5 separate regions of the Mus musculus genome follow, and all the other regions are linked to region 3. A link is a contact called in public Hi-C, HiCAR-type and promoter capture Hi-C data. All regions are on one chromosome and are shown on one strand. The core of a region is the stretch at or near the end of the contact, and the rest is flanking DNA. Distances in the headings are between cores, read along the strand shown. Region 1 holds the start of Bdnf (brain derived neurotrophic factor). Region 2 holds the start of Qser1 (glutamine and serine rich 1). Region 3 holds the start of Arl14ep (ADP-ribosylation factor-like 14 effector protein). Region 4 holds the start of Lgr4 (leucine-rich repeat-containing G protein-coupled receptor 4). Region 5 holds the start of Kif18a (kinesin family member 18A).

Region 1 (4,529 bases), core at 609-3,108, 2.7 Mb before region 3:
TTTCTTTTTAAAAAAAGGATAAGTTCTAGAAGGATTAATAAACAGGCAGAAACATACTTCCAGACAAGAACATCCTGTATTCTTGTGAGAGGGGCTAAAAGGCTGTTGTTGACGCTGAGAAGACGGATATTTTAGGATGCCGGGAAGACCCTCAAGTAAGATCAAGAAAATCCTAGCACTTAGTCAATGGTATCTCAAAGCACCCCGGCAACTCAAGGAAAGAAATGCAACAAGCCAAAATTCCGAACCGAGCCGCACATCTTCAGGAAGCTGTTTCAAAACGCCACTCAACAAGTTTCTACTCGCAACCCCCATAACGACCAGCAAAACTGCCCCTAAAACACTTCCCCGCCCCCATTCGACGAGCCCCAGCAGCTACTCTTGCCAGTGTGGCCAGAAGAGGGCACCCTCTACCTTCCTAGCTCAGCTCTCCTGGCCCTCCCCTCCCTCCTCCTTGGATCCTCCCTCTCTCCCTCCGGCTCCCCCCATCCCCAAGTCCCCATCCCCAGTTTCCTAGCCCAGGCTCCACCCCCAACTCACGAATTGTTTTCACTAAAACACCAGTTCAAACTCAAACTCACAGCCTGTGGCTCACCGCCCTCAGCAGCCCCGGGGGGAACAACACCACCCCCCCCCCACCCCCGGCAGCAATTTCCCCTTCTTCCTTGTCATCAAGCACAAAGCCCCCATCTTCAGCTATTTCTTTCTACGCTTAGGTCGCTTATCCATTGCTCTTCCTGTTTCAGCATCCCTGGAAATCAAAACTAGCCTCTTCATCCTCCATAAACACCCAACCTACTCCCGGATGAAAGTCAAAACTTTCACTTCCTCAGGAGGATGCCCAAAGGGAGGTGCGCAGGATGGACAGAGGGTCGGATACAGGCTGTCCTGGAGTTCCGCAGACCCTTTCAGGCCCCAGCGATAAGAAGGGTCCCAAGTTTTCCTAGTTAAACGTTGACCTTGGACCTGTAAGTAAGCTTTGGTAGTACTCCCTAGAGAGCAGGTGACAGTGAACAGCCTGTTGTGATACCCAGGAAAAGAGATGAGGACAGAAGGCGCCAAGACCCATTCTCGGACTACACACCACCCCGGTCCAAATTTGCGTGGAGAGTGCCTAAGCCGGTGGTAAGGGCTCTCATCCCAGCCCTGTCCCGGTGCCATCCGTCTGAGCCCCCAACAGCTGTCGCTCTATATCTCTCTCACCACCCTTCCTCGTCTGCGGGAGGACTTCGGGGATCCCCGGGACGCAGGCTTAGCTCCCATGGCGCAAGTCGTCCTCTTCCCTTGGCTTTTTCTCTCACACTGAAGGGATTCCTGGGGTCGCACTGTCCCTCAGAGTCGTGGGATCCCGGGAGAACGCTCCCCAGGAGCAAGCCCGCCCCTCCGCTGTCCCGGGACGAAGGTGAAGCCGGAGTTCTGCAGTCCCACAACTTCTCAGTCCCCTAGCCAACTTTCCCGGGCGCACGCGCCTCTGGCTCTCGCACTTAGCCCCACGCCCCGCAGTCGCCTACCTCAGGGTCCACACAAAGCTCTCGGATCCCCGGCAGTGGAGTCACATTGTTGTCACGCTTCTGGTCCCTGCGCCCTGCCCTGGGCCCCGTGCGCTTTCTCGTCTGCCCCAAGGCAGTGGTGGCAGTTGAAGGAACCGGGTCTCATCAAAGCCTCCCAGGCGGAGGTGGCGCGCCGCCCCAGGCGGTTTCCTTCTCCAAGCCCGGGAGTCCCGGGCGCACTGGGAACCGTGCGACAGCCAGCCAGCGGGTGCGCCCCGGCACGGCAGCAGCGACGGGCACCCAGAGCTCAGCCAGAGCCAGGCACTGGGGTCAGACATTATTTAGCTCTTCGGTTGAGCTTCGATTGGTCAGACAGCGCCGCCCCTATCCCCTCCCTGCTCCGCCGCGCCACCGATACCCATTGGGGTGGCTGCTTAAAGGGGACGACGCGCCTTTTCCTTGCGGGGGCTCAGCCCTCGGAAGCCCTCGGAAGCCCTCGGAAGCCCTCGGGGTATCCCTGATCGCCTTGCACTGGCTTCTCTCCATTTCCCCGGAGCTCGCTGCTTAAACCCAAAGCTCTGTGCCTGCCCTCTGCGGTCTCCGCAGGGTGCCCTTTGCTAGGAGGGGTGGTCGAATCCCGGTTCCTAGGCACCCTACTCCCCGCAATGTGCTCTAGAGTAGGAGGAAGCGAGTGTGAGTCTCACACGTTCAAATCTTTCTCCCCTGGTTTGCAACTCTCCCCATCTTTTCCATCCCAGCACCCAAGTTCTGTGGGAGAGGGCGTGCATCCACCCCCACCCCCAGGCCCCGGCCCCAGACACACCTTCCCGCACCTTCCCGCACCACAAAGCTAGAAAAAGCGAACACACAATGAAACTACACAGAGTGTGCGGGGTTATGGTTTACTCCGCTACCTTAAACACATCGGCTTAACCAGAGTTTGCGCCCTGACCTCTCCGGAGTGTGCCTAATAGAATTCAATCAAGATAATAACAGTATTTTTTATTAATGAATAACCCCGGATAGCATTACACCAAGTTACTGCTTCTAGCCGGGAAGCCTAGGCAATAACAGACCTCACTAAAGCCATATGCTTCCCAGCAGACCAAACGGGGGCGGGGGGGGGGGTGAGGAAAGAGAAAGAAAAGAAACCCACCTTTTTCAGTCACTACTTGTCAAAGTAAACATCAAGGCAGCTGCTCTGGGGAAGACCGGTCCCCAAGGTTCTAGACTCTTACTATATATTTCCCCTTCTCTTCAGTTAAAAGGGGGAGGGGGCGAGTCTTTGGTGGCCGATATGTACTCCTGTTCTGCAGCAAAGAAGTTAAATTATTGATAGTGGAAATTGCATGGCGGAGGTAATACTCGCACGCCTTCAGCGAGAAGCTCCATTTGATCTAGGCAGAGGCTGGGAGATTTCATGCTAGCTCGCCGGGGGTGGGTGGGGGGAGCGGCAGCGAGAGCAGTCCTCTCCTCGGTGAATGGGAAAGTGGGTGGGAGTCCACGAGAGGGCTCCACGCTGCCTTGACGTGAGCTGTCATATGATACCTCCTCTGCCTCGAAATAGACACTCTAGTGCACGAATTACCAGAATCAGAATTCCGCGCATTTAAAATGATACATCTTTTATTAGAAGAATTCCGTTCCAGGGCATTGCATGCTTTGTAGATGTTTTCACTTCCAGTCCTAGCAAATTCACGCACACAGAAGCCAAGCCTGTCATTATCTAGGCAGCAACAACACATCAATATATATATGTATATATACTTAACCAGGATTTAGGGTGAGGGGTGGGTAGCTCACTAAGCCCCCTTCCTCTAGAGCAGAGAGTGGTCTTTGGACCGTTTTTGTTTGGTTGTTTGATTTTTTTTTTAACCTATGAGAGATCAGTTACATGACTAGGTTCTGGAGGGCTACTTTCATTTAGCTGTATGATAAACTCTGCCAAGTGTCTACCTGGATTGCTGCTTTGTTAAACGTTGCCCCTCTAATCCAGCCAATAAGTAAAGGCTAGGGCAGACAGACCTTTATTATTCATTTTATTTTATTTTTTTTTAGAAAAAAATATAAAAGAACAAGAGGGCAGTATTGAGCACGGTGCCACAGCCTCTTGTTAACATAATCACCTGTCTGAGGATTAAAAGAGAGGCTCCTTCTTCTAAGGCTGGCCTTTAGTATGTCTGAGACAGGGCCCAGTGATTAGCACTGTAATAAGCAATTCATTCACAGACGATTTCAAGTCACCGTGAAAAATTGGCATATGTGACTCAGAAAGGAGGCAAAAATGGGTATCCGAGACTCTTGCACCCCAACTTCTGTGACCCCTTGTATGTGAATGCTTGTGAAATCTGAATGACTTAATCGTTGTTAAGGCATTGCTGTATGACTGTATCTGAATGCTTAAACATTAAATTTCCTAGAGGAAAGGAGGTTCATAACAGTTCTTTTTCCCAGATGTCTGTTGTCACCAGAGTGGGCTATTGTACTGAATATATGGCGGTAGTGTATACTGAGATTCATTTACCAAGGGCTGATGGTTAACAAAGTGAAATTACTAATATTTGCTATTTGAAAGCTTCCAAAACCTGCTGACAGAAATCTTTCTGTTTTATAAGTGAAGAACCAGAGATTCAATACCTTATAGTAATTCAACCAAGAATACCAGAGATCCACCCTTAAAGACCTCAAAAGCTCAAGCGAGAAAGGCCTCCTCCTTCTACCCTTTGTCCTTCAGTAAAGGGAAATCATCAGAACTCAAGCTACTTTAGAGTCCCCTTACAAATTGTTGCTCTGGATAGTCAGGCTATTCAAATATATGCACACTCTCAGAGTGTCACTCACAGTTCGCTTTGCCCCACTGACAACTTGGTGGAGCATGTGATCAAAACAAAGGATCTTACAACACAGATGATAGAGGGCATGAAGCTAGGCTTGGGCCACCTTAAAGACCCTCTGTTTCTTCCTAGGTTATAGGCTGAATATAACCATGATTTCTTCTATCATCATAACTTAAGTGACTATATTACAATCTTTAAAGCT
Region 2 (4,836 bases), core at 1,290-3,789, 2.2 Mb after region 3:
ACAAAAACCCTCTATTTTGTCATATTTATTTTTAATTATTTTGAAGTGCTGGGGATTCAACCCAGGGCATATGTTAGGTGAGAGTTTTCTCTGAGAGCTACATCATCACCACCACACACACAACTGGATTTCTTATTTAAAAACAAGAAAAGCAACGCTCATTCTAAACTTTTGATCCGGGAACAGGCTTGAACCGGCTTGGTTAGGCTTGAGTTGAAACAGACATGCAAAGCTTGCAGTGGTGGGGCACCTTGAAACAGACATGCAAAGCTTGCAGTGGTGGGGCACCTTGAAACAGACATGCAAAGCTTGCAGTGGTGGGGCACCTTGAAACAGACATGCAAAGCTTGCAGTGGTGGGGCACCCTTCTTAAGATCATTCATTCATTCAGGATGAGTTTAAAAGTCAAGGATACATGGCTTTACAACTTTAAAATATTTGCTTACCTGTATCAGAGTTCCACACTGTGCCCTATAAACATGTATACATATATAAAGTTATTTAGTAATGATATTCATAAGAACCTAACAGTTGAGAAAATACTCGTATTGTTTTTGGGTTAAACAAAACTTTATTCAGGAAGATATATGGAAATAAGAATATTATTTCAAATTACTACAATTTTTCCTTAATGTCTTTTCTCTGATTTCTGTGGTATAAACAAACTGCATACTGTTGTAAAGACTATAAAGGTTTTACTGCCACTTGTTTGGATTTAATCTGTAAACTCACCCTTCAATACTGGTTGTATCTCCAACTAAATTCTATAAAACATTTACAGCATACCACTCCGTTTCCCACACGTTCCACAGAGACAAAAATTTAGTGCTCACAAAAGTACTTATAAATATATTAGCTAGTTGTGAAGACTTGCTTCATTTAGACTCCAGATCACCAGTCTGCTGGAAGTAAATGTTGTAGAGGGAGGAGGATATTTGCCGTACTTCTCAGCTGGATCTGAGATTTGGCAAATTCCTTCCTCAAGGAAAACCACTTTCCAAAGATATCCTAGGTAAATGCTTAATGAGATTAACATAAAACTGGAAAGGTCTACTGCGTCCACACCTTCGAATTCATTTGTAAATTACCACTACTTTCTTTTCTTCCCCACCGGGGGACCAGGCTGCAAGAGTCACAGGTGCAGAAGGTTTTTCACTAAAAACAGCATAGAAACAAAAGAATGAAGGCGCCAGGAGGAAAACATAGTCTCAGAACAAAATCAGTCTCGGAGGGGATGGCAGATCTAATGGCAGGTATTACAGAAGTTTAGATAGTCACCAGAGATAGAGAGTATCAGCTCTATTAGGTCTTCCGTTACGCCTGTCTGATTGGCTTAAACCTTTGTGCTAGTCTTTATCTTGAGAGATCTCTTTGCTAAGCACGTGATAGGTGTTAAGCCAATATTGATTTTTTTTAAAAGGAGAGATAGTCATTAAATCTAAGCTTCACGGTTAGTTTTAACTTTCAACTTATGGATCACAAGCCAAACGATTCATATGATCCCTGAATTTCATTACTCATAAGGAGAAACAGTTCGGGTAGGCACGACCTCAAAGTCATCAAATTACTCACACCACACAGCTTAGAAGTCCGATAAGGCAATGTTTGGGTAGAGTCTTGCAGAGATTAAACATCTTGAGCAGAGAGCCCCAACAAAGTGCATAGTGAGTTCGAATGTATTGTAATTAAAGTCATCCAGATGGTAGTTGGACTAATCAATGATGAGGCGGTATTTATCTTGGGATAGAAGATTCTGAACTCCAGAGTAAGAAAATCCCCAAGGTGGGGGGTGGGGACAGTTAATAAGTGCCCCTGGGAAAGGCCCATTCAGCTAGGGCTGCAAAATTCGTTTGAATTTGAATCAATTTGAATAGAAATCTCCCCCAGGAAGCAGGAACCAGATCCTCTAAGCCCAGCAAACTTTGGGCAGGAAGCGAGTACTGCAAAGCAACAGTCCCTTGTCTGTGGTTTGGGGCGCAGAGAAAGAAATCACAAGCGGGAATCGAGTGTTTGAGTTCCTTCAAAGAACCCGGGAGCGCAGAGTAACGAACTCCAGGCACAGTGCTGGCAAGCCCTCTCCTGTCCGCACCCATGCGGGTGCTCCGGCGCGTAGGCCTTCTCTTCACCGCTAGGGCGTCCACGGAGCAGCCCTCGTCCGGCCCGGCTCCCGAATCCGCAGCCAGCAGCGCGGGGCGCCGAGGGGGGCGGGGCGACGAGCGGGCGGAGGGCGCGGGAGGTGCATCCTGGGAAATCCAACAACATGGGGCGCCCGGGCTGCGGGCGCTGTGGCCGCCTCGCGTCCCGGCCGCAGGCGCCGCCGCTCTCCTGACGTCCGAGCCGAGGCCCGCCCGCCGCAGCCCGGTTCCCCCGCCCAGGCGCCCCCGCCCCCCGGCCGCGCCATGTGAGGGGCAGCTCCCGCCACCGCCTCTTCCTCCCCGCGCCTCCCGCCCGCCCCCGCCGCCTCAGCCCCCGCCATGGACGCGCACTACGCGCCCGCGGGCTTCGCTGAGCCTCCCGCGCCCCCCGCCAGCGCCGCCACGCAGCCCGCTGCCCCCGCCTGGGCCTACGAAGCCCGGGTCCCGGCCGCCGCCTCCAGCCCCAGCTGCAGCGGCAGCAGTCCCAGCCTCAAGGCCAGGTAGAGAGGGTGGGCGCGGGGTCTCACTGGGCCAGGAAAGGCCGCGGATGCGCCGGGGCCTGTGCCCGCCCCTCTCGGGGGCCCAGGCCGGGTGGGGAGCCTTCGAGGCGCCCTTCTTTGCTCCCGGGAGAGGCGGTGGACAACTCCTGGCGGGTGGTCCCGGCTGGGAGGGGGCGCATGGTGCAGGATTCGCTCCTGGGGCGGGTCGGGGCGTGGGGCAGAAAGGGAAGGTTGGGTGGGATGGAGGGGCGCAGTCACCTCTCGGTGCTGGACTCCCACATGGTAAAGTTTAAGCTCCGGGCTGACCTCGGTATCTGGGGAACCGGGACTGACTCCGCGGGGAGGCCTAAAGGGGCGCCGCGGAGTCCTGGGCAGTGACATTCCATTGTATTGGAATCTGGGTGGCCGACAATGTGGTGTTGGGGGCTTCGGCAGTGTGAAGGTGAGGGCGGTGGCAGGGCATGACGAGGAGCGGGGCCGTGTCGCTGACACTGGGGGTCCTGGGATGACTGGGCTGCAAGAGAACCCCCAGGGCGGGACACGAATGCAAAGCAGGGGCTGGGTGACATATGTTTATAGTGATGTAGTGTTCCACGCGTTCAAAGTTGCTTTTGGGTTTCCTCTGCTTTTAACAACGGCAGGAAGTCAAGATTCCCTCTTGGCTTTCAGTGTCTGGGGGTGACTGAGTTTTGGGAAGCGTTGAGGGCTGGTGGTCAAAGAAGGCTCTAGAGGTCGAAGACCCAAAGCATGCTTCTCCGTCTCCACTTCATTGTATAGTGCGGCTCTCCAGCATGGGCAGTAGACCCCAAAATGGGGACTCCTGTTTGCTATTTAAGCTCGCGAGAAATGTGTAGCAGTACTACACTTTGAAATGGTCACATTCGAATGATAACTGGAAGGCGTGGTCTGGCTTTGGGAGCGGGGTACTTTTTAAAAACCGCCTCCCCTAAACAATACTCGATCTAGTAGGTATAGCTTCTGACCCAAGAACAGGGAAATCCTGGCTGGTAATGACTTCATCCTCAGCTACCAACAGGAAGCCTTGTACCTATGTGATCTCACCAGGTTTCTAAACGATTTAAACGACACGAGTGAACTTTTTATTTCACTTTACACATTCTAATTACCTTTGTTTTTATGAAAGTGCCGCATTCATGATTTAGAATAGATGTGTAAAGAATTAACTAGTCTTTGTCTTAGATAGTCTCGGAGTTATTATGAAAGAAAGAAAAATAATAATGCTTCAATAAAAGAGTAATTATAAACCTCAGAAAAATCTTTTGTTTAAAAAGAGCCCGGATTTTTAAAAAGAAAGTGATTTTTCCAGTTTCGAGCTAACTGGAGACGCTGAGGTCTTACAGAAATAGCTATAGTGTCGTGTTATTGTAAATAAAACATTTTGAAGAATTTTTAGGAAGAATATTAGACCCTTCCTTGGTTATTTTTGGTGGTAGTTTATCATTTTACAGAGAACAGTTACATTATCTATATGACTTACAATTTTTTCTCTCCAGAGATCAGCAATGATGGGTAATGCGTAGCATTTCTTATATCTCAAATATTTTTTCTTTTTGGTAAATAACACTGAAATCCTGCCTAGTTATTGTCTGTTATTTGTTTGAGCAGAATACCTCTGAGGCAAAAAGCAAAAGCTGACTGGCCATATTTTCCAAATGTTATCAGTCTAACTCTGAATAACTACCTAAGCATGTTTGAAAACAAGTTTAAAAGATTTTTGTTATTGTTTTGGATGTTGCTGGTCCTTAGATCCACTCCCTAACCCCTTGCTTTAAAACATTTTGGAGGGGTGTGGTCAGCTAAATTATAGCGTAGATAATGCAGGCTTTTCCCCTCCCCCATAAAACCTGCTTTGTTAACATGTTGTGTTAGGATTAGGCCATCTGTACAGGGCTGCTCACACTTCTTAATTGTGCATTACTTTTCTTCAAGCCAGGCAAATGTCCTCTGATTTCAGTTATATCCAAAGTACTATAGCCGGACTGTGCCTTCAGAGTCCTTAAAGATTGGGCATTTCAAAAGCTTAATCATATTTTTACAACATTTAGAAAAGCTGTTTCGTAATTCATGTATCAGTTGAATGTTTTTGTTTCCCTTTTGTGGCAGTTTCTTTGGAAGGTACAAATGAACACTAGCTGTGATGATGTAATACAGATATTTATCCATAAAGAATTAGCCTGTCT
Region 3 (4,414 bases), core at 72-2,571:
GCCCTAGTCTCTTCCCTTAAGGTCTAATCCAATGGGGCAGGTCAGGGTCTGGCTGGGAGACATCTACTAGGAAGGTAGGTTCAGCTTAAGAGCAAGTTTTCCCTTCCCAGACTCCTTCCAATGCCCCATTCAGTCCTAAGAGCAGAGCCTTGGTTAGGTTTGGCTGACCTCAATGGGTCTGACCTGCTTTCTGAGGCACGACAAAAAAACTGTGTAACTATTTATTGTTCCATCTTTTTCCTTCAGGTGCTGGCCAGAGCTCTCTAACTTAGCATTAGACTTCCTCCTCTTTGCGGAAGTTCCACCTCTCACCCCAAGGCTGTCTGCCACTGAGGCCGGTCATATTTATACTCTACATCTTCCTCTTTGGGACAACTTAAAGATTAACAAATTGCCTGCTCTTGGGTTTTCTTTTTAAAATTCTAATAAGTTGTCCTTGAGTTGTTCTGTTTTAGTTTATTCTTTTATTAATAAAACTAAGATCCCCAGGAAGGAACCCAAATTCCTAGGTTATCATATGTTGACTCTGCAGGGACACCCAAAAATTTCAGGTAATGCTGTCCTCCTTTTTAATCCTTGAGCTGACAAAGAGAACCGAACCCAGTCCTGCACTTCTAGATGACATCACTGGAGGTGGAGTTGATCCAAACACACCATATGTGTCAAATTCTCAAAACCAAGAAAACGTTATATTCATAGCCGCGTGGACTACCTATAGAGTTCTAGGGTCCAGCCTCAACTACCTGGCTGCAACCTTGTCCCAAAATTAAAACAAAAACTCACGCACCTCAAAACAACAATGATTACACCTCTTCTCTCCACCCCCAAAATGTAAAGGTTAATTTCCTGTGGTGTACCTTTTACTCAAAGATCTAGACTTTTTTTTTTTTTTTACAATATATAATAGAGAGAGCGTTTTAGAATATGTTTAGTTGGAATGGATCAAAAAATAAAATGTGAGACTTTAAATAAAAGGTCCATTCCTTGAGTTGCATTTAACTCTCCTCCAGGATTAGGGCTATCTAGGTGCGTTTGTTTGGTGTCCTGCACAGAACAGATTTGCAAACGAAGTAAAGGAAACCTGTGTTTGCTAAGGGCCTCCAAGAGCCTCCCAATTCCCCAACCTCAGGAGAGGATACAAGTTCCCCAAGGCGGGCGAGCAACTGAAGCAACTCTTGCGTTGGATTGAGTCATCCCCCCTTGTCCCCCGCACCCAGCCCTTCCTCCTCCGGAGGCCTCCGGGCTGGCTTCCGCTCTAGGCTCCTCCTGGTTCCTCTCCATGGTACAAGCGGTCTCTCTAGCCGCCCTCGCCGTCCTCTCGGTTTCTGCGCGGGGCCGGCGGTGGTGTGGAAAGCCGAGCTTGGCCTGTGCAGAGACGGTGCTTCCGGAGCCCAGCGGAGACCCGTGGCAGCTCAGGTGGACCGGGCCGGGTCGGGCCGTAGGGCTGTGAGTGGACTCTACCGATGGCACTTGAATGTGGGAGGCCGCGGTGAACCGGGAGGAGTGTTGGGAGGGGAGGCTTGTACGGCGGAAGGGGCTTGTAGCAGCCTGGCACCCGGCTCTACCCTGCACACAGTAGGTCCGCCACTGCATCAGATTGCAGGGTTTTATTTGAACCAGGGCCTCGCCACTGCTGAGCTTCATCCTCAGCTTCTTTGTGAGGACTCACTCGTGCCAAATGTCCTAAACTACCCTCCAACTCATCAAGCCCCTCCTGAGTAGCTCAGATTACAGAAACGAGTAACCAGGCCTGGGGCTTTTAAGTTTTGTTGTTTTGTTTTGTTTTTTGAGACAGTTTCTCTGTGTAGTCTTGGCTGACTTGGAATTCTCTATGTGGACGAGGCTAACCTAGAACTCACAGAGATCCGCCTGCCTCTGCCTCCCAAGTCTAACTTTAAAAACATTTTGTTTTATTACTTTATTTTGTATGGATGGATGTCTTGCCAGTATGTATGTGCCAGCAGTGCGTGGCTGGAGCCCCGACAGATCAGAACAGGGCGTCGGATTACCTTGAAACTGGAGTTACAGGATAGTCTGAGCCACCGGCGTGGGTGCTGGGAATTAACTTGGGTCTTCTGGAACCATCTCTCCAGACCGTCTTTAAAATTCACAATCTTCGCAGTTCTAACCGTGTGATATTTAGTTACGCACTTTGGTGGGTTGAGGGTTTCATTTGTTTCGTTTTGTTTTAAATTTTTTTCTACCCTAGTGCTGTTGATTATGTCTGATGAGTTGAGGCATTGGCAGAGAGTAGGGGCATTAATGAGTGAATCCCACGCGGGGTTGTGGTGGGGATCATTGCAGAGAAGTGGGATCCGATCACATCGATTTCAAGGAGAGTCTGCCATTTGGGACTCTAGGAATTTCTGACCTTGTGTTTATTCAAAAAATTTCTAAAGAGTAAAGTGTCAGAATTTGCTAATTAGAGAAGCCTTGGCTGTTGAGGGAATCCGGTAGTGCCTTGCCTTTGGAGCTTTGCATATAATGCACTAACAAGTAGCAGAGTATGGTGTTGCTGTAAAGCAGAAAGACTGGAAGTTTACTCTTTTACATAGGTTGATGGAAACCTCCGAGGTGAAGGAGGAATTAGTGATGCTTGAAGAATTGATACGAACAAGTGGGGTATACAGATGACTGGATCCCATGGTGGCTGGAGAATATGTGACCCCCGAGCCACCATACTCTGAGGAGGTTTTGCTGACTTGACCTGTGATTGGCCAAACTTGGTGGGCCTAGAGACAATGTAACTTAAAATTGGATTAAGAAATATTTTGTAGCCCGGCATGGTGGCGTAATCCCAGCACTCGGGAGGCAGTGGCAGGTGGAGTTCAAGGCCAGCCTGGTCTACAAAGTGAGTTCCAGGACAGCCAGGGCTATACAAGAGAAACCCTGTCTCAGGAAAAAAAAAAAAGAAGAAGAAGAAGAAGAAGAAGAAGAAGAACAACCTGGAGTAGGTCATTTAGTTAAATCCTTGTCAGAGTTATTTTTTGCTGTTTGGAAAACAAAATAGATGCATAGACAATGCCACACATCTATGAAGGGCCTGCAGACCCACTGATCCATTCAGGCATTAAAGTATAGTGCTTTTGGTGTTAATATTTGTCATTAAGAACGTCTAACTGGCCAACAAGCCCCAGGGACCCTCCTGCCTCCGTTTTACCAACACTGGGATTACATTTGGGCACCAGAGCACTTGGCTTGTTTGCTTTTGCAGGTTCAATGCCTGGGTCCCTACACTTGTGTGGCAATGGCAAGCAATGTACTGACTGAGCCATCCTGTCTGTTGCCAACAGTCTTGTCTAGGAAAGAAACTCCATCCCTCCCGTAGGAAATTTAAACTGAGCAGTTCCTGTAAGTTGTTCTTCAGGAAATCTATTTTAACTCAAATAAGAAGAGCTAGAACCAAAGAAGGCTTTGCTTCCTAAAAGGCTCTGAAAATGGAGGTGCCAAATTTAGCAGATAAAAAGAAAGATACCGGGGCTGGTGAGATGGCTCAGTGGGTAAGAGCACCCGACTGCTCTTCCGAAGGTCAGGAGTTCAAATCCCAGCAACCACATGGTGGCTCACAACCATCCGTAACGAGATCTGATTCCCTCTTCTGGAGTGTCTGAAGACAGCTACAGTGTACTTACATATAATAAATAAATAAATCTTTAAAAAAAAAAAAAAAAAAAAAAAAGAAAGATACCTGACTGTGCACTTAGATATGAATTTCAGACAGATGGGATTAACCTTTTAGCAATATGTAGGACATAACTGATAAAAGCACAAATATGCAGATTTAGCTAATAATTCTGTATCTGGCAACAACTGTTGAAAATTCTCCTTTAACCATGACTCCAAAGAGATCCTTACTTTAAAAAACAAAAAAAACAAAAAAAATGCAGTGACTGGGACTGAAGAGATGGGCCAGCAGTTACAAGCGCTGGCTGCTTTTCCCAAAGACCTGGGTTGAACCCAGCACCTACATAGCAGCTAACAACTGGAACTCCGGTTCCATGGCATCTGATGCTCCACTTTCTAGCCCTGCAGCCATGTAGGACACAGACATTCGTGTATGTAAAGCAACTATACACGATTTGCTTTTTCGGTTGGTTGGTTCGTTTCAAATGCAGTGATTAGATGGACAGTTTAATTTTCTACAATTGACCCATCAAAAATTATAGTACTTTAAGGACTTGGATTTCTAAACATAAACTTCCTGAGTTCTAAGATGACCTTTCCCCCTCTTTTGAGACAGTTTCTAGCCCAGGCTGGCCTCCAGGGAGGGAGCTGAGGAAGACCTTGAGTTTCTTTTTTTTTTCTTTTTTTCTTTTTTTTTTTTTTTTTTTTTTTTGATTTTTCGAGACAGGGTATCTCTTTATAGCCCTGGCTGTCCTGGCTGTCCTGGAACTCACTCTGTAGACCAGCCTGG
Region 4 (4,490 bases), core at 616-3,115, 2.9 Mb before region 3:
ATGCCCCAGCTTGCCTAAAAGGGAGTTTTCCCTTCACACGATCTGTTATTCCTTTAAAGCTACGCCTAAGAGGTCTCTTTTGATAGCTTGAAGGTAAAAAGGAAGTTTCCTTTGCCAGAGGGCCTCTCGGGGCCCCTTCCTCTCTAGCAGGTCTTTGACTGCTCCTGATTTAATCATGCAATAGGCCACACAACACGAGAAGGCTGAAAGGGCCATACAAGCTGCCCTCCGCTCAATTACCCCATTCTTTTTCTACGGGTGGCATTTGCCAACATCACCTCCAACACCTATTTCAGATTCCCCCTCTTCCCTGAGATGCTAAAGGCTCTCTGGGTCTCTGGGGAAGGAGGTGGGGAGGGTCAGAACCATCTATGCTACTCTTCCTGACCACAGGCAGCTCACACGAAAGGCTCTGCTGAAGGTACAGGCGGAAAACGGTTGCCCACCTTACAGACTGCACTGATCACATGCTCTAGAACTTTCTCTCCCAACATTCTCTACCTCAGGTCAGCATTCCTTCTTTTAAATGCCTTATTCACTAAGGATCCCCGCCCAGGGTAGGCCGAATCCTTCTCCTCCTCCCTGGGCTCTGCTCGTGGTAATGAGTCCCGAGTGGATCTGAGCTAAGGTGTCACACTGCACAGGCAGGACGGGGCCAAACTGGAAAGCGATTCCCCTTCTTAGGTACAGGTGTTTCTTCACTCCGCCTGCGGGAACCCTGGGGGTATTCAGGTGCTTCCCCATGGAACGTGCCTGGTCGGCAAACGCAGGCCAAGTTCTAGGCGCCCTCATCCGTGGCCAAAGTTTTGCCAGCCGAACAGGGGGCCGCATGGGGGAAGAGGTCACGTGAAAGGCTGCCAAGGGCAAGCGTTTCCAGCATCCTCCCTCCTGGCCCTAAATGCACTTGCGATTTGAGGTGGGGGGTGGGGGGTAGGAGGTAGTAATTGCACCCCCCCCCCCAAAAAAAAGCTGCAAAAAGAAAAAGCTCCTAGAGGTTCAGATTCAAAGTGGCTAAGTCTGGAGAGGCCAGCATACGGGAAAGGGGGCCAATCCCCCTGACCCTCCAACACACACACACACACACACACACACACAGGTGATTCGTGCACCCCCAGGGCGCTGGGGTTGGGGGCTGGGGTCGAGCCCTGGCTCCGCCCCGCAGCGCCCGCGGGTCCCTCAACCCGCAGCCCGGTCGCCCGCACTCACAGTGCTTGGGTGAAGGCGCTGAGCCCCTCCGGTACCGCCGTCAACCCCTTCCCGGAGCAGTCCACCCGACGGTCGCCGTCGCAGCTGCAGGGCGCAGCGCAGAGAGGTGGCGCCGCGCCGCTGGGCCCGGCCGAGCCGAGCAGCCCCAGGGCGAAGAAGCAGAGCAGCCGCAGCGGGCCCGGCATTGCTGCGGCCGCCGCCCGCGCCCGCCTCTCCCGCGGCTCCTCTCGCTCGACTCGCCTCCGCTGCCCTCCGCCGCACCGCGCCGCACCAGGGGCAGCCGGCCTGCGGGGCTCGGGGCCCGGGCGCCGTCCCTCGGCGGTCCGCGTGCGCTCGCTTCCTTCAGCAGTCTGCCGCCGGAGCGTTAGGACGCGGCGCTCCGCAGTTTCTCCCTTCCCGCTGCTCCATGGACGCGCACCGGCAGCCCCGCGGCTCAGGCCAGCCGACCCGGCCCAGAGCGGCTGCCCGGGCCGCGCGCTGCCATCGCCGCCGCCTCCTGTCCCGGGCCTCCTCCAGCCGCACAGCTCCTCAAGGTTGCGGAGCGCAGCCTCCAGCCATGCCGGCCAGGCGTCCCAACCCCCGCCCCAGCTCTCACAAACACCCTGGTTGTCCGCGCTCTCCCCGAGGCGGCTCCCGCTCCGCGCGTCCTTTTCCCTTCTAGGGTTGCACGCTCGCCTCGGGAGCCCCTGGCCGCCGGGTTATGCAAATCATTTAGGTACATGCAAAACTAACCCCGCTCCGGGAGCGCTATTGGTCAGGGGAGGTCTCGAGCTCATTACTATGCAGGCAGTGGAGCCATTATTGGTCAAGAGGAATGGGGCGTGTTTCTCTGGAATGAGTGACAAGGTTGTGCTGCTGCTGCTGGGGCTGGTAGTGGAGGTTCAAGTAAAAGCCCTGACTTGGCTGGATCTGCATGTCAGGTTGTGTATTGAAGGTAGACAGATCGGAAGACCAGGAGTCTGCTGTTTCCCTCCCCCACCCAGTTTTTTTCTCCCCTCCGCAGAAATTGGATCTCCTAAATTGGATGACCTGAAAAGTAAAACTCGCCTCCAGCTTTCAGACGTGTCAAATGACTCTTCGCTGTTCTTAAGGGCAAGGGCACTGAGAGCTTTGCAAACAGAGGAAAGAAATGGGGGTGGGGGTGGGGGTCGAAAAGGAGGGAGAAACATTTCTTTCTATCTGATCCAAATTTTTGAGTTCAACCGTGCACTAAATTAAAACAGCGTGACCCCTCCTGTATCTCACATCACCTCTGAGATCTTAGTACCCTTTTTCATTCACACTTGGGAGCTAAATTAGCGGTTAATCATCCATGACACCAATCAGACTTCTTTCTCCCTAAACACAAGGATGTTGAGGAGTCCAGCCAAGGAGGTGCCGGTTAACCAGCACTGGAAGAGAACATTTGAGTGCCAGCTGACTGCCCCTGAGACACCAGAAACAACTTGTGTGTTAACTATCAGCATCCCTTCCTTTTTCCCACATAATGTTTATAGAAAAAAAAAAATCAGCATTCTCAGTGCCTCTTTTCTTGCTTTCTCCTAGGCCTTTGGTTGTTTTTACTCTAGATTGTACACATTTTTAATGAACCCATTACATTAGAGCAAGAAGAGCATTAAAATATCTATACTGTATAAAGTTAACTAGCCACCTCATGCAAATAAAAAAAAAAGAAAATGTAAATAAATTAACGAAAAGCTAGCCGATTTCCTAAATAAAAAAAAAAAAATCTACCATCTCTACATTAAAGAATATGCTAAATAATAATAAAGTCAGGTTGAATCCATATACTCTAAAGTTATGCTAATGGATAAATAAATACAGACAAGTTTTAAGAAAGATGAATTTCCTCACTATAAGGTTGAAAGAGAACTTTAAAAAGAAAGACCAGTGGCGCTCAGACTTTATAGACAAGGCCTCAGAATCTCTTGGATACCATGTTCTTCTGCCCTCTGCCCAAGATCATCTCACTCCTGGTCTAGTTAGTATTTCAGAAGCCTCCGCAACTTGTTTTTTGTTTTTGTTTTTCCATTTCTATTACTTTTCAGCCAATTTCATGAGTAAATAAAGTGAGGAAAAAGTCTAATTCTAATTGATACTTAAAGTCTTTTTTTTTTTTTTTTTTTTTTTTTTTTTGGTTTTTTGAGACAGGGTTTCTCTGTATAGCCCTGGCTGTCCTGGCACTCACTTTCTAGACCATGCTGGCCTCGAACTCAGAAATTTGCCTGCCTCTGCCTCTCAAGTGCTAGGATTAAAGGCGTGTGCCACCATGCCCAGCTAAAATCTTCTTTCTTAAAAAACACAACTCCTTCTAAGGTATACTTTTTGTTATATTAAGGTAACTATACACTTCATGGATGCTTTTATTTCTGACAAATATTTATGTTGACAGAGTTTTGCTATGTAATCTAGACTGAACTCAACTCACCATCCTCCTGCCTCAGCTTCATGAATGCTGGAATAATAGTATGAATCACCATGTCCAGACTCATTTCCATGTTTCTCTCTCTCTCTCTCTCTCTCTCTCTCTCTCTCTCTCTCTCTCTCTCTCTTCAGTAAAGAAGCTCTCCTCAGTAAAGAAGTATTTCGAAGTGGCTGGAGAGATAGCTCAGTAGCTCAGAGCACTGGCTGCTCTTGCAGAAGATATCGATTCTGTTTCTAGCACGTTCATGGTGTCTCACAACTATCTGTGACTCCAAGACCAGGGCATCTGACATTCTCCCGGTCTCCATGAGCATCAAGCATGCATGTGTATATATGGTAAACACATAAACATGCAGGCAAAACACGTATGTACATCAAGTGTTTCCAAATTTTGGTAGTTATAAGAATCACATGTACAGTATAATTAAAAAAGCACAGATCTCTGTGAGTTTGAAGACAGCCAGGGCTTGTTACACAGAGAAATTTGGTCTTGAAAAAAACAAAACAGCAACAACAACAAAACAGAAAAGAAAAAGGTTCATATCCCTAACCCTAATCGTAGAGTTACTCATCAGTGAACGTCCCTGAGAATGAATCTATCTATTATATTAGTTTTTATCTCTGTGACAAGTTGTCCTGTTAGAACATAAAACCACAATGAAATGAAGAAACAACATCCAGCGCACTGTCCCAAATGACAACCACTCTCACCTAAGCTCAGGGAAGATATCAAGGATAACTCAAGTTCAACCTTCACCCTTGGCAAAGAGCAAGGAAAAAAAAAATCCAACATATTAGTCTGCTGAAGGAAGCTGCTTCTCTTAGCCCCACAGATGGGTACATTTGCGGCACCGCAGGGA
Region 5 (4,988 bases), core at 2,352-4,851, 2.3 Mb before region 3:
CATCAAGTGCCTTTATCTGCCGAGCCACCTTGCTGGCCATGGGTGTGTGTTTCAGGTGGCCAGTCCAAAAGTCGGAGAGAGCAATAAGCTTGTGCAGACTGAAGGTGAGTTGTTGGCATGGTGAATTTAATTCAATCATTTATTTCTTTTATAAGTGCTTAGTTTCAAATGCCTGGATGTAATTTTATCTGAAATATTTTTTACCTTTAAGAAATATATTTCTGGAACCAGTGTCATGGCCTAATGGATAAAGGTACATTCCTGGGATTCACGTGATAGAATTGCTTCCTATAACTTGTCAGCAGATCTCCACATACAGTTATGCATATGCCCACAGACACATAAAACACACATAGAAAATAAAATGTAATAAATTTAAATGTATATTCACACATAAACTTCTGGACTCGGGTTATTTTGAAAAAGCACATGAAAAGTTTTGAGCAAAAATGATGGGGATATGGGAGGAAGTTACAGGTAAAGTTGATCAAAACATATTGTAAACATGTATGAAATACTCAAACAAAAATTAAAGACATGTTACATGTATATCTCATTGTGTTGATAGTCTCAGTGTTACAGATGCTGGTCTTCAGTACCTGGGTTTAATCTGACCTCCCTCAGCCTCCTCAGTAGCTGAAACTACAGATGTGTCACAGTGCCTGGTTTTTACATTTTGATTATTCTGTCTGCTGTAGGTATTCTAATAAGAAAATTGGACTGTGAGTGGAGCTCTGTGGGAGGGCACAAGTCTTAGGTTCCGACACTAGCATGGAGGAAAGATGGTTTATTCATTTTCTTGACTTTAGAGAGTAGGAAAGATGTATGATTCTTTAAAATTATGGTCAATCTTTCATTGTTTAAAACGATAAAATTAGAATAAGGATGGGACCAAGCTTTTAAAATAGTTAATGAGGATTAAAGAGTTTAAAGCTAATTGGAACTTTCTATAGTTATTTTAAAATGCAGTAAGGATTCAAGTGATACTTGAGAAGAAATTTTGACAGTCTCTTAAAGGAGTTTTAAGAAGTACAATGTCAAGTGTAACTTTGTGTCTCAACCTGCTACAGATTTTAAGATTGATCTTATTTCCTATTCCTCTTTGTTCTTTAGCTAGGGCACCAGAAAGCAAAGATTCCCTTCTCCTACATTAAAGTGATGTTTTCTTTTTCAAACATGGCTAAAAGTCTGGTATCTAGTTGATTCTATATCAAGTACAAAGACCATGTTTAATATGAAACAGATAATTGTTATCTGTGGAATAGGATGAAGATTTGCAAATTCTTTTTGGACAATGCTTTGAGAACAGTATAGACCCTGATCAATTAAGTCATATTCCATCTTAAATGGTATGCTGTTAAAGAAGAAACAAAAGAGCCAGTGGTAAGATTTTTTTTGGTGGGAATAAAGTAAGTCTATAGATTACAGTAGACTATTGATCCATTCCTGAAAGACTGAGTATAAAAGAGGATGATGAAGGGGCTCTAACTGGCAATATTCAAACTAAAGAGCAAATGGTATTTAAGAGCCTTTCCTGCTACAAAATTGTATGATTAATCTATATGTTAGGAAATATAAGAAGAAAAAGAATGCTGAAATGACGGCAAATAGGATTATTATTTTAAACCTATACAGTTCTCAAATATAAATAATAATTAAATTAATAAAAGTATATAAAAATACATAGAATCCAAAAGGTAATTTACTCATGTATAGGCCCTGAGAATTTTCTACATAAAAATTAAAATTATATACTTCCTTTAAAAAAAATAAAAATACTTAGGTGGCATTAAGGATTCTACACATTCTAGATATACACTGTCATTATACATATATCACGTAATGACTGCAGCAATAAATTAATAGTCTGCCAACATGCACTCCCCTTCCTGTGAATTGTTATTTAGTTGGTATGTTTGGATTAGAATCTATTACCCCACTCCCCATCACTGCTCACCTCTGTGTTTTTCCTGGAAGGAGTGAATTATGAAATGTAACTTGGTTTTTTTCCTTTTGTTTTTCTGATACCATACAGTAAGTATTCTTAATGAATATGATTGAAAGGCTTTCCCCAGGTCAGTATGGTGGTAACAGTGATGCTCACATGAGTTACTCTCTGCCAGGAACCATGGCAGACACTTCATACCCAAGTCATTCAACGCGCATAATAACTATGCAAGGTTGCCTCACATACGGAGGAACTTAGTAATGTTTCCAAATGTTATTACTAATATGACAGAAAGCGGACCCAGCTACAAATCCAAATCTCATGACTGAGAAAAAGAAAATGCTTCCAAACAGGTGTATAGAAGCACAATGACATAGCTACGAATTATTCCCAACTCAGGTAGAAAATTCTGATTCGACATGGTTTAGAACAGGGACCTTGCCTCATTTACAGTTTCTATCTGGCTTAAACCTTTCTGTCAGTCACTGATTTGACTGCCTTACTAACACGAGGGAAGATTATCAGTATTGGTGGTGGGCCAATTGTTTTTCTATTGCCTTTCATAGCATTAACAGCATAGTCAATTTATAGTGTCTATTGAAAAGTATAACTACAGTGGGACAAAATGCTCTTTAAAATAAAAAAATCTTAAATATCTGTAAATACTGGTTCAATGAGAATACCTCTCAAGGCAAATCATTCCTGCTGACTGAAATAGTTCTTTTCATACACTGAATTCAATAGCAAGTACTATTTATTAGCTCTGTGGGATTCATATTCTCTAACATCAAAGGTCAAGAAAACCTTCCAAAACCCAAGGTAGGAACTGGACAAAGTGGACTGATGTCACCAACAAAATTAGTTCTACTCCAGTAATCCCCATTCATATTATAATGAGCAACAGTCAGCATTGGCTTTTTTTGTACTAGGCAAGGCAAATGAGCTCCTGCTGAAAAGGCTGCAGAAACTGCAGGATTAGAGGCTGCTTTCTGGCCTCCTGGCACTTTTTTGTCTTTGTTTCTTTTTTTCCGTGACCTTCAGCATCACAGGTGAGCAGTCAGGGCCGGTTTTGCTTGAGGCTACAACTGGGCTCCAGACTGACCTGACAGCCTCTCTGCACAAAAGCTCCTCCCATGAAGTAAAGCCCAGAAGTCGCACACTCCCATGTGCAGCCCAAGCAGGACACTCTGAATTTGGAATCCGGAAGGAACCTCACGCTCTAGGAGGCTGAACTGTGAGCGTCCTCAGTTTAAGTCTGAGAAAGGGACCAGCTTCCCCTCGGGGTTCAGTGGCGAAGCCTAGAACCTCGGTGCTGAGAAAGGCTCGCCTTGTCATGCACACTCGGTAGCTCCGGGTCTTTCCAAGCCGCAATACCGAGGGGACCCTCGACCTGCATCGCCCGCCGAAAGCTAATTTGTCGCCTGACACCGGATCCTCCACTCCGGCGACCCTCGAATCAACCCACGCGTCCCCAGACACAGCGCCCACCTCACTCACCTACAAGAAGTGACCGTCACAACTTGGCAGAGTTGGCTTCCAGGCGCTCCAAACACAGCCACAAATTCAAACCCAAGCCAGCTTCCCCAGCTATCCATCTCATTGGCTGCCGTTCGGATGACGTCAGCACGTCAGACGTTTTCCTGAGCGACTCGCAGTTTGGCGCCAGAGGCTGGGCCTCAGATGCCGGAGGAGAAGTTACTTTCCTGGGCGTCGCCGTGGCAACGCGCGCGGTCGTTTCCGGCAGCCGTGACGGAGGTGGGCGGAGCTCGGGCGGCGGTGCAGGTGGGAAGCAGCCACCTGGGATATTTAGTATTGCCACAGTCCTAGGGTCTGGGGTGCCCTGGGCTTTGGGTGATGTTTCTCTTAGGGGGAGAGGCGGAGTCTGCGGGCCTGTAAAAGGGCCTGGGTTATTTTGTCCTTTTTCCCTTTCTGATTAGTCAAGTTCCCAAGGATTAGGACTCAGGCTTTGGAAGGTATGGTGCCTCCATGTGAATTAATTACAAGTCCCAAGTCTTCTTTTGTCAGGGTTTCCTGGCCTGCTCCCGTTATTACTGATTAAAAATATTTGGTATTTGCGAAAATATTTGCTATTTGCCAGCATTTAACATGCTCCAAGTATGACCTTACAAACTAAAAATCACTTAAATATATTGGCCTAGTCACATTATTGGATCATGGGCTTCTTGTTTCAGATTGCATTATTTCTGAATGTATACATTAGAAAGAAAAATGCATTAAAAACATAGGGAATATTAAAAAATTGGCAGGGTATTTTATATTTGTATTGTTGGCTAGGCAAGCCTTTTATCAGTTGACATTCTCAACCCTTTAGAAAAATTTAGTAGTACGATCTGAATTACATTGTTATTGTTTATATGACTCTATTTAGTAAGCAACTCTTACTTGCAGATTTTAGGAGCATATTAGTACACACTGAAGTCAGCATCCCTTCCCTCCTGGAGTTTAGATTTCTGTAAAAATAGGATGTTACAGGGCAGAGGATTTATGCATGTGTCTGTCTATTGTCTATCTATCTATCTATCTATCTAATCTATTTTATATTTTTAAACAAGGTCTTGCCCAGTAGTCATGGCTGGCCTGGAACTTGCCATGTAGACACAAATGGGCTGGAACATATAGAGATCTTCTTGCTTCTGCTTCCTGTGTGCTGAGATTAAAGGCATAGGCCACCACACCCAGCAGTGCAGAGTACTATTAGTCACATTTTTACGTTGAAATCCCATAGATTATGATTATGTCTTAAATCTACTGAAGAAAATCAGGAGAGTTGCAAATTATACATTATTCTTTGTTTTATGAATTTTTTCTGAGCCCTGGAGAGTGCGTCAATAAAGTGACTACTTATTTCTTATTATAGTATATGTACCAACTAATGCCATCATCATTTTTGTGACATTGGTTTGGTAATAAAAATGAGGAGAGTTTGCAAGGCAGTGGTGGCACACGCCTTTAATCCCAGCACTTGGGAGGCAGAGGCAGGCAGATTTCTGAGTTCAAGGCCTGCCTGCTCTACAGGGTG

The links. Promoter capture Hi-C pulls out the DNA fragments that hold promoters and counts their contacts. A called contact is a pair of places that touch in the nucleus more often than the background predicts. HiCAR-type assays count read pairs that join an accessible place to other places.
Region 1: a promoter capture Hi-C map of 3T3-L1-derived adipocytes shows a contact between it and region 3, with 16 times the contacts expected there. The contact joins the promoter of Bdnf here to the promoter of Arl14ep in region 3. A contact is called at or near these places in 4 of 39 promoter capture datasets (the 3T3-L1 cell line, 3T3-L1-derived adipocytes, cranial neural crest and 1 more) and 2 of 115 datasets of contacts at active chromatin or transcription factors (the NIH/3T3 cell line and embryonic forebrain).
Region 2: a promoter capture Hi-C map of pre-B cells shows a contact between it and region 3, with 2.9 times the contacts expected there. The contact joins the promoter of Qser1 here to the promoter of Arl14ep in region 3.
Region 4: a contact with region 3 is called in a HiCAR-type map of astrocytes, with 6 times the contacts expected there. The contact joins the promoter of Lgr4 here to the promoter of Arl14ep in region 3. A contact is called at or near these places in 2 of 39 promoter capture datasets (liver and pre-B cells), 1 of 115 datasets of contacts at active chromatin or transcription factors (astrocytes) and 1 of 9 other capture datasets (liver).
Region 5: a Hi-C map of B cells shows a contact between it and region 3, with 6 read pairs. The contact joins the promoter of Kif18a here to the promoter of Arl14ep in region 3. A contact is called at or near these places in 3 of 39 promoter capture datasets (the C10 cell line and liver), 1 of 484 Hi-C or Micro-C datasets (B cells), 2 of 115 datasets of contacts at active chromatin or transcription factors (embryonic stem cells and regulatory T cell precursor) and 1 of 9 other capture datasets (macrophages).

Annotation. Positions count from the first base shown.
Region 1 is chr2:109,690,892-109,695,420 of GRCm38.p6, reverse strand. Bdnf (brain derived neurotrophic factor) reads right to left here and starts at 1,858. Exons shown (of 2, transcript NM_001048142.1): 1 at 1,512-1,858.
Region 2 is chr2:104,814,399-104,819,234 of GRCm38.p6, reverse strand. It overlaps Qser1 (glutamine and serine rich 1), which reads left to right and starts at 2,539. Exons shown (of 12, transcript NM_001123327.2): 1 at 2,539-2,635. 2310047K21Rik (a long non-coding RNA gene) reads right to left here and starts at 2,313. Exons shown (of 3, transcript XR_003953885.1): 1 at 733-2,313. It overlaps Gm39898 (a long non-coding RNA gene), which reads right to left and starts at 404. Exons shown (of 2, transcript XR_866613.1): 1 at 365-404; 2 at 29-326.
Region 3 is chr2:106,971,304-106,975,717 of GRCm38.p6, reverse strand. It overlaps Arl14ep (ADP-ribosylation factor-like 14 effector protein), which reads left to right and starts at 1,321. Exons shown (of 5, transcript NM_001025102.2): 1 at 1,321-1,446.
Region 4 is chr2:109,915,022-109,919,511 of GRCm38.p6, reverse strand. Lgr4 (leucine-rich repeat-containing G protein-coupled receptor 4) reads right to left here and starts at 1,865. Exons shown (of 18, transcript NM_172671.2): 1 at 1,207-1,865. The coding sequence starts at 1,391.
Region 5 is chr2:109,279,351-109,284,338 of GRCm38.p6, reverse strand. It overlaps Kif18a (kinesin family member 18A), which reads right to left and starts at 3,601. Exons shown (of 17, transcript NM_139303.1): 1 at 3,446-3,601. It also overlaps a transcript of Mettl15 not described here.